2 separate regions of the Arachis hypogaea genome follow, and region 1 is linked to region 2. A link is a contact called in public Hi-C data. All regions are on one chromosome and are shown on one strand. Each heading gives the region's core, a stretch centred on a gene start, on an enhancer-like site or on the middle of the called end of the contact. The rest is flanking DNA. Distances are from core to core; before and after follow the strand shown. Region 1 holds the start of LOC112750681 (UDP-glycosyltransferase 74B1). Region 2 has its middle 11 kb from the start of LOC112753119.

Region 1 (6,832 bases), core at 3,241-5,740, 63 kb after region 2:
TCATCAATCTTCCTAACCCAGTCCTTCCTTGAAGCACTGATAGTCTTCCCTAGAATCTATTTGAGCTCTCTGTTAGAGACCTCCACCTGTCCACTTATCTGAGAGTGATAGGAGGTATGATGCATGCACATCTTTAGTAGTTTTTAGTTGTTATTTCTTTAAATAAAGGTAGTGATTTATTATTTTTATTAGGACTTTCATGCTTTTAATCAATGGTCTTAGAATTTCTTTTCTTGAATTAAGTTAGAGATTTTCTTTGCTTTAATTAAATTTTTTTTGGTGCTTTGATCAATAATTTTTGGAGTTGCTTTGTGCTTTTAAGTTTAGAAATTGATTTAAGGATGCTAAGCAAGAACAAAGAAAGAGATAGACAAAACAAGGATAAAAAAAAGAACAAAGAAAGAAGCTTAAGAAACACTTTGAAGCTCTTGGCTACATTTTGAAGCCTTAGGACACACTTTTCCAAGACCAAAATCAACAAAATTTAGCCTGGAAGCTTTGCCGTCCAACGTGATGGAAGTAGCGTCCAACGGCGATCATGCGTATGCACAATTAGAGCTAAAAAAGAAATCATGCGTATGCATGCATCATGCATACGCATGTTTTGGTACAAAAAGGGGTGTTGTGCGTACGCATCCTTCATGCATACGCGCAAATGGTGAAATAAGTAAAATCATGCGTACGCATGACCCATAGGTACGCATGACCCCCGTTTCACGCCCCACGCTAGTTTATTGGCATCCTACACTGAAGCAATACAAAAGCATATTTTGGGCCAAATTTGGAAGATAGTTGCAGGCATCCCACGTCCTTCAAATGGCGTGGCACGGCAAAGCAAAACAGAGACCAAATTGAGTCATTCTTGGAGGAAAAAGTGTGGCGTCCAATGTGGTTTCCAAATGGCTGGTTTATACCATCTTGCGACGCTGAACAAGACTTGGTTTAGGTTGGATAAGCCGTTGGTGAGTGCATTCGTGGTGGCGTCCGGAAACGCACACGTTTCATGCGCTGTTCGGTGAGTGTAAGATTACACTGCAGGACATGACGTAACAGTTAGGGCTGCTAATCGATGGACATTATGTCAATTACGTCATCACCACTATCATCGGAAATTATGTTCGACTCCACATCATCATCGTCATCATCATCCCACAGTACATCGTCTATACCATCCCGTGCTCCACCTTGTAATGAAACCGGTACCGTATCAGTAATACCTACTTCTCAGTCACCATTGCAGTTTAGATCAGCTGCGAAGGACGGGAAGGCAACCACGGATGAAAAGGCACAAACAGGCCTCGAACTAGAGCAGGTTGCTGTTGCTGGAGGTTGATAATTTTGGTTCAAACCTCCTGAGCTAGAGACCACATCTACAAGCTTGGCCAACAGCTCAGGGGTCCTGACCTCAGAAAACTACCGACGACAATGAAAACAAAACTTGCAAATCATCGTCACTCCCTATGACAAACGAATCGTATTTCACATCATCCCGCAAAATTAAAATTGGAATTCTATAGAATAACTTCTGAACCCGTTTCATGCCTTACAACCCCAGTTTTTGGATTATAGAATTCAGGAACTCAGCAAAGCTTGTTGAAGGTTTTAGGAGAATACTAAGGGGATCTTTATCAGTAAACTTAATTCTAGAACATGTTTTTTTCTTAATCGACTCTGTATAGTGCACCAATACTAAAAAACTATCTTCACTAGCCATTGTGTTTCACTCTTATAAGAAATTCACGTTCATATCATATTTATATAGGTTGGCCTCACACTAAATCGAATTTGCTTAGTTCGATTTATGAATGCATAGTAATTCGAATCAATTCCATTCGAATTATATAAGGACAAAACTAGGAGTAAATCAAAACAGCTTGTTTCGAATTACTACGAACGTTACATGCATGCATAAATCGAATCAACATGATTTGATTTACTATGAGACATTATATGGATGCATAAATTGACTCAAGCAGCTTCGATTTGCATTTTTCTTGATAATTCGAATTGGACAGCTTCGATTTACTATAAAAATTGGCAAATCGAATAAAACTCATTCGATTTATATAGAAACGTACATTTAGTAGATCTATGTAACGTTTTCAGATTTAGGTGAATTGTATAATATTGAGTTGGGTTTGATTTAATAGTAAAATATATATATACTTATTAATTTTTTTTTCTAAACACACTCAGGTGGGTAAATCCCTAAACACAACCCTTAATTATCTCATTCTTACTGTAAATAAGATAACGGTTCAACTAGGTATCCTTTAAAAATAGTACAATATTCAACCTTTTATTACAATAATTAAAAAAAATTAAAACAAACACAACTAAAAATTATGAATAGATTTACTGTCTTTTTAAAATTAAATACACATTCAAAATACAATCTAAAAAAACTGAAATTTAAAATTTAAATTTTAAATTTCTGTTTCAGATTTAATATATTTAATTATTAATATATTATAATTTAAATACATATCTAAAAATCAAATTATTCAAAATTCAAAATTTTGATTTTAAAATTATAAAATAAACCTTAAACTATCAAATTATTAATTAAACTCGTACAAAACACTCAAAGAAGTAGAGAAGTCACATTTGTGCTATGTCGAAAATCCAAGCGCACATGGAAAACTCAGAGATGCACATCGAGAAGTCATCCTCCGCTGTCGTTCATCGGTGCCACCTTTCTCTTCCGCGCTCATCCTCAACGCTGCCTTCCTCCTTTTCGACGCTCATTTACAACGCTGTCTTTTTAATGTTTAAATTTAAATTTTAGATTTATGATTTTGGATGTGTTTTAAAAATATTTTCTGTATAACTTCATAATTTTAGATGTGTTACAATTATTTTTTAATGTTTAAATTTAGATTTTAGATTTATGATTTTGGATGTGTTTCAAAAATATTTTCTATATAACTTCATAATTTTAGATGTGTTACAATTATTTTTTAATGTTTAAATTTAGAATTTAGATTTATGATTTTATATTTTCTGTATAACTTCATAATTTTAGATGTGTTACATTTGTTTTTTAATGTTTAAATTTAAATTTTAGATTTATGATTTTGGATGTGTTTTAAAAATATTTTTTGTATAACTTAATATTTTAGATATGTTACAATTGAAAAAGAAACTACAATTGAAAATATTTTAGTTTATGTATATAATTATATTCGACCATTCATAATTGTATTATTAACATTTATATTGTATTATTAAAGTTGACTGATTTTAGATATGTTTTAAAAATATTTTGTATAAAATATCATACTATCAGATGTGTTATAATCGAAAAATAACAACACAATTTTAAATTAATTGTTGATTATAATAATTTTGAAAACTAATAAGCATCGAAAAAAATTAACTGATAATTTAAATAATAAATATTATATTCATTTGATCGAATAAAAAATTAAAAGATTAATTGTATTATTAACATTTAAATTTAAATATTTAAAGTTAGCCTAATTTTAGATGTGTTTTAAAAATATTTTGAATAAAATATCATACTATCATGTGTTATAATTGATAAATAACAACAGAATTTTTATAACCATATCAACTACATCTTCTCTCTTAAATTTCAGATTTTTTTTTTCTTCTTTGTTCAAACTACTTACGTAGAAAGTACTTTATTTGCAACAACTTTATTAATAAAATTAAATAAGATCAACCTTGTTCCAATTAAATCAGTAGAGTATTTTTATATTTAAATTAAAATATAATTAAAAATGTTGAACATGATATTTCTTAACAAATTACATAAACACATGTGTGGAAAATAATGATACCTTTCACCAATGCAAAATGAGAGAGTGCTTCAGCTGGAAGGTGGTGATGGTCTTCACCAATGAAGACGAGATGGAGGATTCAGCTGGCAGCATCCTTTTTGGTTTGGGATTCACTAATGCGTGTGAATGTCTCGTAGAATAAAGAATTTAAAAAACTGCATCAGTTATGTGAAGTTACGAAAGTAAAGCAAAGTCACCGTAACCACCAAGGAAGTGGGTGGGTTTTAAAATTTAAATTTAAATTAAAATCTAATTATAAATATGTATCTAAAAAATAGGAACATGTTACACTAAAAAAATAATTAAATATTATTTAAATCTGATTAAAGGCTGATTAGTATTGTACAACTAGTATTTCCCATAAGATAAATAATGAATTATAAAAAACATATATGTGAAAATAATAATTTTATTTCAAAAAAGGTCCTTTTTTTGTTCATTTGTTTGTTTACAGATATAGGACATTGAGACAGGGACACTGAGACACAAAATCGTGTTTGGCAGAGGAAATATGGACAGAAATAATGTATCCAGAGACAATGAATGACACAGAGACACTAACAAGAGACACAACTTATTTTTTATTTTTTTTCGTTATTCTTGTTAATTTTTATAATTATATTTTTTATCGTTATATTTTTCATCTCAAATTTTTTAAATGAAAAAAAATGAGAATAAATTAAATTTTCATAATTTATTCTAATTTATAACCAAATAAAATACAAAAATACAAAATTTTGTCCATCAATATTTTATCCTATCTTATTCTCAGTGTCTTATCCTATCATATTCTTAAAACAAACGGAGCCTATAAAAGGTCCATTTGAGTTGTTGAAAACTTGAAATAGCGTCATTGCTTACATAATGATAATCTTACCGCGACAAGCATGGCCTATAAAATAAAGAAAGTAATAAAATCAATACCTATCCTAAAATGGGAAGATGAAGAACAAACCCAAAGGCCATGTGATAGTTCTTCCGTATCCAGCCCAAGGGCACATCAACCCGCTCCTTCAATTCGCAAAAGTTTTAGTCACCAAAGGCCTCAAGGCCACATTAGCCACAACCCCATACACAATCAACAACATACATGAACCAACCGTTGCTATTGAACCCATCTCAGATGGCTATGATGAGGGTGGCTTCACCCATGCTCCAAGCGTTGAATCCTACATTGAGTCCTTTAGATCAGCTGGTTCCAAAACATTATCAGAGCTTATAATTAAGTTGAGACACTCGTCATGTGCCGTGAACTGTATTGTATATGACTCTATGCTTACTTGGGCACTTGATGTGGCAAAACAGTTTGGTATCTATGGTGCTGTGTTCTTGACGAATTCTGCTTCTGTGTGTTCTATTTATTGGGAAATGAAATTGGGAAACTTGGTTTTTCCTTTGGAGAAATGGGTGTTTCCGATTTCAATTCCTGGGCTTCCTCCTCTTGGGGTTTCTGATTTGCCTAGCTTTGTTGCAAGACCTGATGATCACAAAGCTTATCTGGATGCTATCATGGGAATATTTGAGACTTTGAAGAACAATGACTGGGTATTCTGCAACACTTTTCAGGAACTCGAAAGTGAGGCAAGTGTTTTTTGTTTTTCGTCCACCTTGTTTTACTTTTATAAATCCAATTCATTACTAACCAATTTAGGTGTATAAGGATCATAGTTTTTTACAATGACACTATTCATGTAAAATATCAAAATCATTTTTTAAGATTAAAATAACGCACATTTTAGTTTATTTTATCAAAATATTTATCAATAATTATTATAATTATATATAAATAAATAATTATTATTTAGTTGATTTAAATAATAATACAAAATATATATTTATTATTGTTGTAATAAATTTTAATAGTGATACTTTTTTAATATCTAAAAACACTTTTTAATGTGAAAAATAAAAGTAAAAGGTATTGCAAAAATATTTAAAAAATGTGATCTTAATTTTAGAAAAAAATTTTTTTAAGTGTTGCGAATGTTGTATTACCATAATGATAATTACAATAAAGAATATCATTTATAAGATGTTATTTTTTTATTCCTGGCATCATTATATGATTGTGAGATGTGAAAAATATAAAAGGTTTGGTTAGTAGAGCTTAAACATAAAGGCCAAATGGGTGATAGTTAATAAACTACATGAAATTTTAGACGTATGAATGAAATTCAACGATTTTTTCTTTAACAATTTTTGTTGTTTTGTGTTCCTTTCTGTATCATTTTATCAGATAATGGGCATATAATTTAGTTAGAACTCCATGAAAATTTAGAATAAGTATGAACATTATGGGAATAAATTTATATCTGAAATTCTTCGCTTCTCTGAAAAGTTAATGCAGAGTACAAGCGCAATACAAGTTTATCAGAGAACAAGTTGTATTGAATTAATATTTACAATTGATAAACATAAGTTGCATCTCATCTTGACTATCATAAAAGAAACCACCCTATAGTGAGGTAGTTAACAACTTCAGATATAACTCTTGTTTTTATAACAAATGAGAACATAAAAACCATGTCTTATCCATTGTCGTCTTTGGATCCATGTAGGGTTATGTTAAGCTTGCGACAACCAAGGTAAAACTTCGTCGTGTCCAAATGGATGGACACAACGCAATGACATCTTTGATTTATGTAGTCAACCTTACCTAATGGGAAATAGTTATGTTAAGATATATTAAGGTAAAAACTGCAAAATAAAAATTCGATAAGAGACCTTTTCAATTCATGACTGCACAATAATCTCATGTCTTTTGTCTTACTGAAGGCTTTAGATGGTACATGGCCAGTTATACCAGTAGGACCAATGGTTCCATCAGCATATCTACACCAACGAAATTCAGAAGACACAGCTTATGGAGCCACACTGTGGAATCCAACTAGAAATAAAAGCTACATGACATGGTTAGGTACAAAGCCGCCAAGGTCTGTAGTTTATGTATCATTCGGAAGCATGGCAACAACAACAGCTAAACAAGCCGAAGAAATCGCAAACGGCTTAAAGGCCAGCAAGAAGAA
Region 2 (7,285 bases), core at 3,600-6,099:
GAATTAAAATTATATACAAAGAGAGGGTTAGAAAGGTGTTACCATGGTGGAGTGTCTCCCACCTAGTACTTTTATTTATTTCCTTTAAGTTAGACAATTGGGAGAGCACTTGCTATAGTGGCTTATGCTTGGATTCCCCACCAATGTTTGAATTTCCAATGTCCTCCGGGATCCCAATGCTAACCATTAGCAAAAACAAAAGATAACCAAAAAGCAAGCTATTTACATATTAACATATTTACAATAGCCAATAATATAACACCATTAAAATTCCCCAGTAACGGCACCAAAAACTTGATAGAGAGGATTAAGCTGATTCGGAATTTAGACAAAATAATTCCATTGATAGCATAGTCCAAACCGACGATCGATCCTCTCAATCAAAGTTTAAATTCATATGTTTGTCCCAATCAACACAAATATTAACCGGGAGTTTTAAGTCCCGGGTCATCTTCCCTAGGAACTAGTGACCATAAGTCCACAAGTTTGCTTGTGAAATCGGAGGTTTCAATAATGAGGCAAACAATTAAAGGAATAAAAGAACAATCAAAATTGCAATTAATAAACTAATAAAAGAATTAAAGAACTATCAATGTAGTAAGAACAAGTAAAGCTAAAAAATGATGGAATTGTGCTTCAAAACATAAATGAAACCTTGGCTTGGGATGAGTTAGGGAATGCCTTCCTTGTCATAACCACAACTATGATCATTATAATGGATTAATCTCACCTAATCAACCCTTAACATCGAAGAGTAAGTCAAGTAAGCATAATTGTTCTTAATCTACAAATCCTAGCTAACTTACTAATTAACTTAGTAAAAAGCTAGCGTTAGTGGAAATAAGGACAACTAACAACCCAAGAATTATCAATAAATGTCGGACATTATGACTCTAGTATTCCATATACTCATTTTCCCAAGTCAAGGAGCGAAAATTTACTCCATAATCAAAATTGATATTTCATCAAACACATAGTAGGCATATTCTCAAAACATGGCAAAATTGTAAAAATACTTGGAACTATGAACAACCAATGAACAAAATCAACAATGACAACTCAACAAACATATAATAACCACTAAATATCAAATTCATTAACTAGAACTCAAAATTGCAAAACTATATATGTATTGATAAAGTGAATTAAAATATAAGAAAGTGTAGAACAAGTAGTGTAATAAAAGAGAAAATTAAGAAATACTTACAATGGAAATAAGCTAGAATCCATGATCAAAATTGGAAAATAAAAACTTGTAGTATAAACCCTAATTGAACCCTAAGAAAATTGAGAGAAAACCTAAGCTAAAACTACCTAAAACTATCTTAAAAAATTCCTAATGTTGTATGGTATCTCCTCCCTTTGCTAGCCCTTCCATAAATGCTTCAAACCAATCAGAAATGGGCCAGAAAGCCCTCAAAATCGCAAGTTACGTGACTTTTTAATGAAGCCACGCGCTGATACTTGTGCATACGCACAGAAGGTTGTGCATACGCACACTATGAAAAACTCTTCCCTTTGTTTCTTCATGTTTTCTCCCAATTGCATGCTTCTCTTCCACTCTTATCAAGTCATTCCTACTTATTATACCTAAAATCACTCATAAAAAATATCAAGGCATCGAATGGAATGAAAGTGGAATAAAATTGATTAAATTAAGTGCCAAAAAGCATGTTTTCATAATTAGACATAATTTAGGGAGAAAATACAAAAGTATGCTATTTAAATGAATAAATGTGGGTTTATATGATGAAATCCACTCAATTCAATCCAAAATTTATCGTCAAATATAGATTCATCAAGACGCCATTTAGATGCACCAATTATAGGTCCTGGAGGTTGCATCATGTGGCATTGGAGATGCCACTTATGAGGACGTTGGAGACGCCATTGAGGTGCATCAATTTGAGGTCCTTGAAGCCAGCATCCTTGGTGTGCAAAGCACCAATCATGTGGCGTTGGATACGCCACTTATGACTTGAAATGAGGTCCCTATTGCTTGCATTATTTGACTTGTTTATCTTTGGCAAAACTCCATTCTTAATCCTCCTTTAGAATGTTTCTCTAGAAGTGTTGCTTGAGTGATTCCTCTATTGATACTTTTGTTTCTTCTTTTTCTATCATTTCCTACAAGAATTCATAAACTCAAAGTAATCAAAGTAGTATTCAAATTAAGCACTAAAACACTCCGTAATGGAGCATAGTTCATTGACTTTCTATATGAACTAATCAAGAAAAATAACTCATGATGCACATACATCACAACACCAAACTTGAAGCTTTGTTTGTCCTCAAGCAAATTAAGAATCATGTACATCAATCTTAAATATTCAATATTGACAATTCAAGGTGAAGATTAGCAATTCTAATGTTCTTGGTTAGCTGTTTCACTTAAGCATGCATCACTACAAAAGAATTCTAAGTTTAAGGTTCCTATCTTGATCACATTATGAAATCCTTTCTAATATTCCCACCTTGAAGCAAGCTTATTATCTTTCTCTTTTCTTTCTTATCTTAGCTTATTGGGTGCTTTGCACCATGAGTTTCTCTTTGACTCTAAGTACTTTGTTCTCATGTTTTACCACTTGATACATAAGCACTACAAGCATGTGACTACAGGAATCTTTGAGCCATATACTTGTTCTTTCTTTTCTTTCTAGTCATTGATACTCAAAGCCTTGAATTTGAGGGAGTATTTTGCATTTTTGAGCCTATTCTTGACTCTAAGTGTTTTATTTTCAAGTTTTTACTTGATACATAAACATCACAAGCACTTGACTCATGGTTAGTCATTGGTACTCAGAGCCTTCAGCTTTTCTTTCTTTTCCCTTTTTTACTTAATCATTGATTAGTGACTTTTGCTTCTTCAAGGTTCTAAATAATTTGTAAAAATTTCATAATATTTATCTAGACCTCAAACAATCATGTTCAAATGTGTTGAGCAAAACAGTTATTTTAGCCTTCCAATACTCATGTGCTCATGCTAGCTTCTTCTTTCTTCAACCCCCGTTTGCTTTCATTTATGTTCATGATTCCTACTTGCATTAACTAGCAAGTTTCAATACAGTGGTTATGATGAATGCAACTCACAATAAGACTTCCTAATATGCTCTTACTAGAAAGGAAAAACCACACACATTCATACACAAAAATATAAAATACATGCATAGACTAGAAATAGAAAACGCTCATGCATGAAGTTGAAAACAAAGAAGAAATTTCAAAATAACAAGAACTTAACCACCTTGCTTCGATTGTCACTATTTTCTTCATTGTTGACTTCATTGTCTCTTGATTCACACATGTTTAGTGCATCTACATGGGTCCTTGATTCCCAGAACCCTTGCCCCTTCATACTTTTCCGCACTCTCTCTTCATGGATGAGTTGAACCTCTCTCATTTTATGTACAAGTTTTTTTGCTATTCTTGGGTATGGTAGTAAAGTTGGATGCACTTCTTGAAGCCTTACACATAAGTAGCCCAGCTTTGCTTGAACATTCAACTCACCTTCCACTCGATTTCCATGTCTGCATTCCTCTAAATATCTAAACTCTCTAAACTCTTTGTGTTGTTGATTTTGTAACTCAAGCAACTGTTGAATTTGTTCTTGCTGTCTTCAGTATTGGAGTTGTTGCTCTTGGAATTTCAATTGTTGTTCGGAAATGCCTTGCAAAGCTCTTTGAATCTGGCTCCAATTGAATTGATTCCCATCTTGAACTTGTTATGGTAGTACATGGTCGTGACTTGTTCCTTCTTGCTGAGGAGGTGAAGCTTGTGGTCCTTGTGGAACTTGTGTAATTACCCTCCTTGGTAGTCTTCTCTAGACTTGGCTCAACATTACTTTTTCTATTTTTTCTAGAGTGATTGGTTTGGCTACTTGCACTTTGGTGTCATCATCATCTTCAAAAACAACCCCTGCTTATTGGCAGAGACGATGAATGAGGCTTGAATATCCAAGCATTGTGTCTTTTGTCACACTCTCTACTATTCTTTGAATGTTTGGAGGTATGATTTCTTCAACTTCTACCACCTCTCCTATCATAATAGCATAAACCAAAATGGCTCTCTCTATGGTTACTTCGGATCCATTGGAGGTAAGCCAAATTGACATCCTCACAAATTCATACCATCCTCTAACTACTGGAATGAGGTCACCTCTCTTGAGTTGGTTTGGGTTTCCATGATGATCACGTATCCATGAAGTTCCCAGTACGCAAATGTCATTGATGATCTCGTCGTACTTAGGATCGGTGGTTAATCTCATATCCAAATATAGGTTAGGCGGCTTTGAGTCAGGTGGTTCATCCATCTTCTTATCTGCTTGGACTATTTTCATTACCATTGTTTTAATCATTGGGGTGTCTTGGATTTGGCTTTGAGTACCCACCCAATTATCTGGGTGATGGTGTGAGTGAGGTGAAGGTTAAGAAGATACAATAAAATGTTGGTTTTTATTATAATAATGTTATTTAGTCTTTAAGGGATTTCAAAAATTTTTGTAGTGTTAAGGTTAAAAATTCTTAGGTAACCCCTCTTGTTGGTTACTGGTAATTACTTAGACTAGGTTTAGCCCTTTTTTTGTTTTGCAAAACTTGTTGATTGTTGAAAAAGTTTTGACTCAAAACTCTTTGATGGGCTTGCCTAGTATTTGTGGGCTCAATTTCGATAGGATTTGTTGCATTGGGTTGACCGGTTGAAATATCATCCTCTATAGTTTTATCCATAATAGAAAATCCTCATCAATAATAAAACAAAAAAAAAGAAAATCTTGATCCATGCTCTATTTTAGCCATCTCCTTACTCATCGATAATAATGTATTCCTTTTTGTTTTGGAATTAATTTTTCTTTTCAGCATTGTAAGGGTCACTTCTCTAAACCCATATTGGTGTAGCTCTGATATGTTCTATCCCCTAAAGGATCCAAATCCATACCAGTGTCTCCATAATTGGTTTTGGCCAGCCAATAATAATGGCTCCCTGAGAAGCGTTTATTGGCTTTTCCAACAACATCGGATCTTAGTTTTTCGGCGCTTTGCCTTCGCTGCATTATTCTATATGTGATGGCTATACATGCTGCGATTGAAATAGATAAGTTTGTCTCATAATTCGTAACCATTCTTACTCAATATTGATTCTTCCCAAGAACAAAAATCCTTAAAACCAACCTTTTGGCAAGATCGACCTCAACACAAATCTTTGCATACTTGAGTTGAGAGTGAATGAAAATCAATCTATCCACTTTTCACATTGTTCCTATAGGTTGTGTTTATTTAAAGACACAAAATTATCTTTGGCAGATGAAATATGAATAGAGGTATTGTGTTCAGAGATACTGAATTAATGTATTTCATGTTCATTCTAACAGAAAGAACATAGAGACACTGACAAAAAATACTAACAAGGAACACAACTTATTTTTTATTTTTTTATTATTTTTATGAATTTTTTATAATTATATTTTTATTATTATATTTTTTATTATTATATTTTTTAATTTTTAAATAAAAAATAAAAAAATTAAAATTTTATAATTTATTTTAGTTTATTATCAAATAAAATATAAAATATAAAAATACTAATTTTTATATATTTTTATTTTTTGTATTTTATTCTTTATGTCTTATTTTATCGTGTTGTTAGGACCAAAAGCAGTCGTATATCTTGTACCTATTTTTTGGTGGATGTTACAAGACTCCTGTATTGTTTGGAGTTTTAAAACTCCTTTACATTATTAATATTATAATTAATAATTATTTTAAGCTTAACCAATTTTTCTTTTTTGACATGGGTAAAGCCCAAGAAAAAAATCTAACCCACCCGACCAAGATACAACAAGAAATTTGAACCATGAATATACTTCTTCTTCACTTCTTCTTCAACCAGTATGTTGAAGCAGGGCTCCCTCCCCAATAACCTCACGGTTCAAAATTCCTGCCGCCCTGTCAGGGGAGTTCCAAGCTGCCGCTTGTCACTGCACGCAACTCTTCTAGGACACCGCCAGTCCCTGACCACTGCTGTGTCACTACAATACCTGGCACGCTTTCTTCTTCAGTCGTGATGCTTTCATGGTCGTCCAGAGCTTTGACAAGACACCGTTGATCGTATTTTTGCCATCATAGGTTCAAAATTAGGTTCCATATCTGCCGTTTTGCAATAATTTTTCAATGGTCTATCAGCTTTTTTATTTTTAAATATTGTTAAATCAAATTTTTTGCATTTTAATACCCATTTACTCGTTTTATACTTATCTTATTTTGCGATTTGGCAATTTGTCTTAGTTGATACTAGTTCATAGTATTTTGATAGTAATGCATGTTAAAATTTTGTCTTGCTTGCAAATTGATGCTACTTTAAATGTGATATTGCTATTGATTTGTGGTTATTATATGGTCATATTTGTTATGTTGAATTTTGTTCTCCTAGTATGTAAATAAAAATTAAAACTTAAAATGATTTTTAACTGGCACATAACTGATTGTTGTTGTAAGCTATTGTGATGATATGATATTTATTCATGATCGCTAAATTTGTAAGTTTGTTAATCGAATAGACTCAAAATTGTTTAAACTCTGCATTTTTTGTAATGAAAATTTTGTACTCCTTTTTTTCGTTTGATTGCTTTTCTTTGAGTTTGAGACATATGAATTTTTCTATAGTGAATTTTAGCCATTTGATAAATAATTTTTGTCTGTAAAAATAATGTTATGTAGACTGATATGAACTTATTATTAAGATTTGTTAATAATTTATGCCTAATTATCACTGTGTAGTATTTAATTTACTAGGCAAAAAATAAATAACATACATATTTTGGTGTCGTTTGATTTCTTCATTTGTAAGTCTAATTTTTGGAGCTTTATCCGAAAGCATTTTGTCTTGTAGTACTTAGTACTCATATCTTAATTTTTATTACCGTATTATTTATGTTCAAATTATTTCCTTGCAAATGTGATTCATGAGAGAGGAAGAGATCATGGATGAATGTGAGTATGAGCATGAGGATAATATTTTTTATGATGAGAAGTATTTTGGTGATGAGTCATACTTAGATGGTAGAGCCCCATCCTCTCTGATAACTGATGGGGCAAGGACAATGAAGAATGCGATTGAGGAAGTATTCCCTGGTACTCACCACAGATTGTGTGCTTGGCATCTCCTGCGTAATGCAATGACAAATATGTGTAGTCTTCATTTTACATCTAAGTTTAAGGATTGTATGTTAGGAGATTACGAGATTCCAGTGTTCCGTAAAAAGTGGCAAACATTGGTAGAGGAATTTGGGATT

The links. Hi-C and Micro-C count contacts between places; a contact is called where the count stands out from the background.
Region 1: a Hi-C map of leaf shows a contact between it and region 2, with 2.6 times the contacts expected there. The contact joins the promoter of LOC112750681 here to the enhancer-like site in region 2. A contact is called at or near these places in 2 of 8 Hi-C or Micro-C datasets (both in leaf).

The regions. Positions count from the first base shown.
Region 1 is chr15:129,936,928-129,943,759 of arahy.Tifrunner.gnm2.J5K5, forward strand. It overlaps LOC112750681 (UDP-glycosyltransferase 74B1), which reads left to right and starts at 4,491. Exons shown (of 2, transcript XM_025799493.3): 1 at 4,491-5,387; 2 at 6,582-6,832. The coding sequence starts at 4,749.
Region 2 is chr15:129,873,727-129,881,011 of arahy.Tifrunner.gnm2.J5K5, forward strand. No RefSeq gene overlaps it. Among protein-coding and RNA genes, the nearest start is that of LOC112753119, 11 kb to the left of the region's middle. Within about 2 kb of position 4,850, at least 3 of the 3 cell types and tissues checked have open chromatin away from gene starts, as enhancers often do.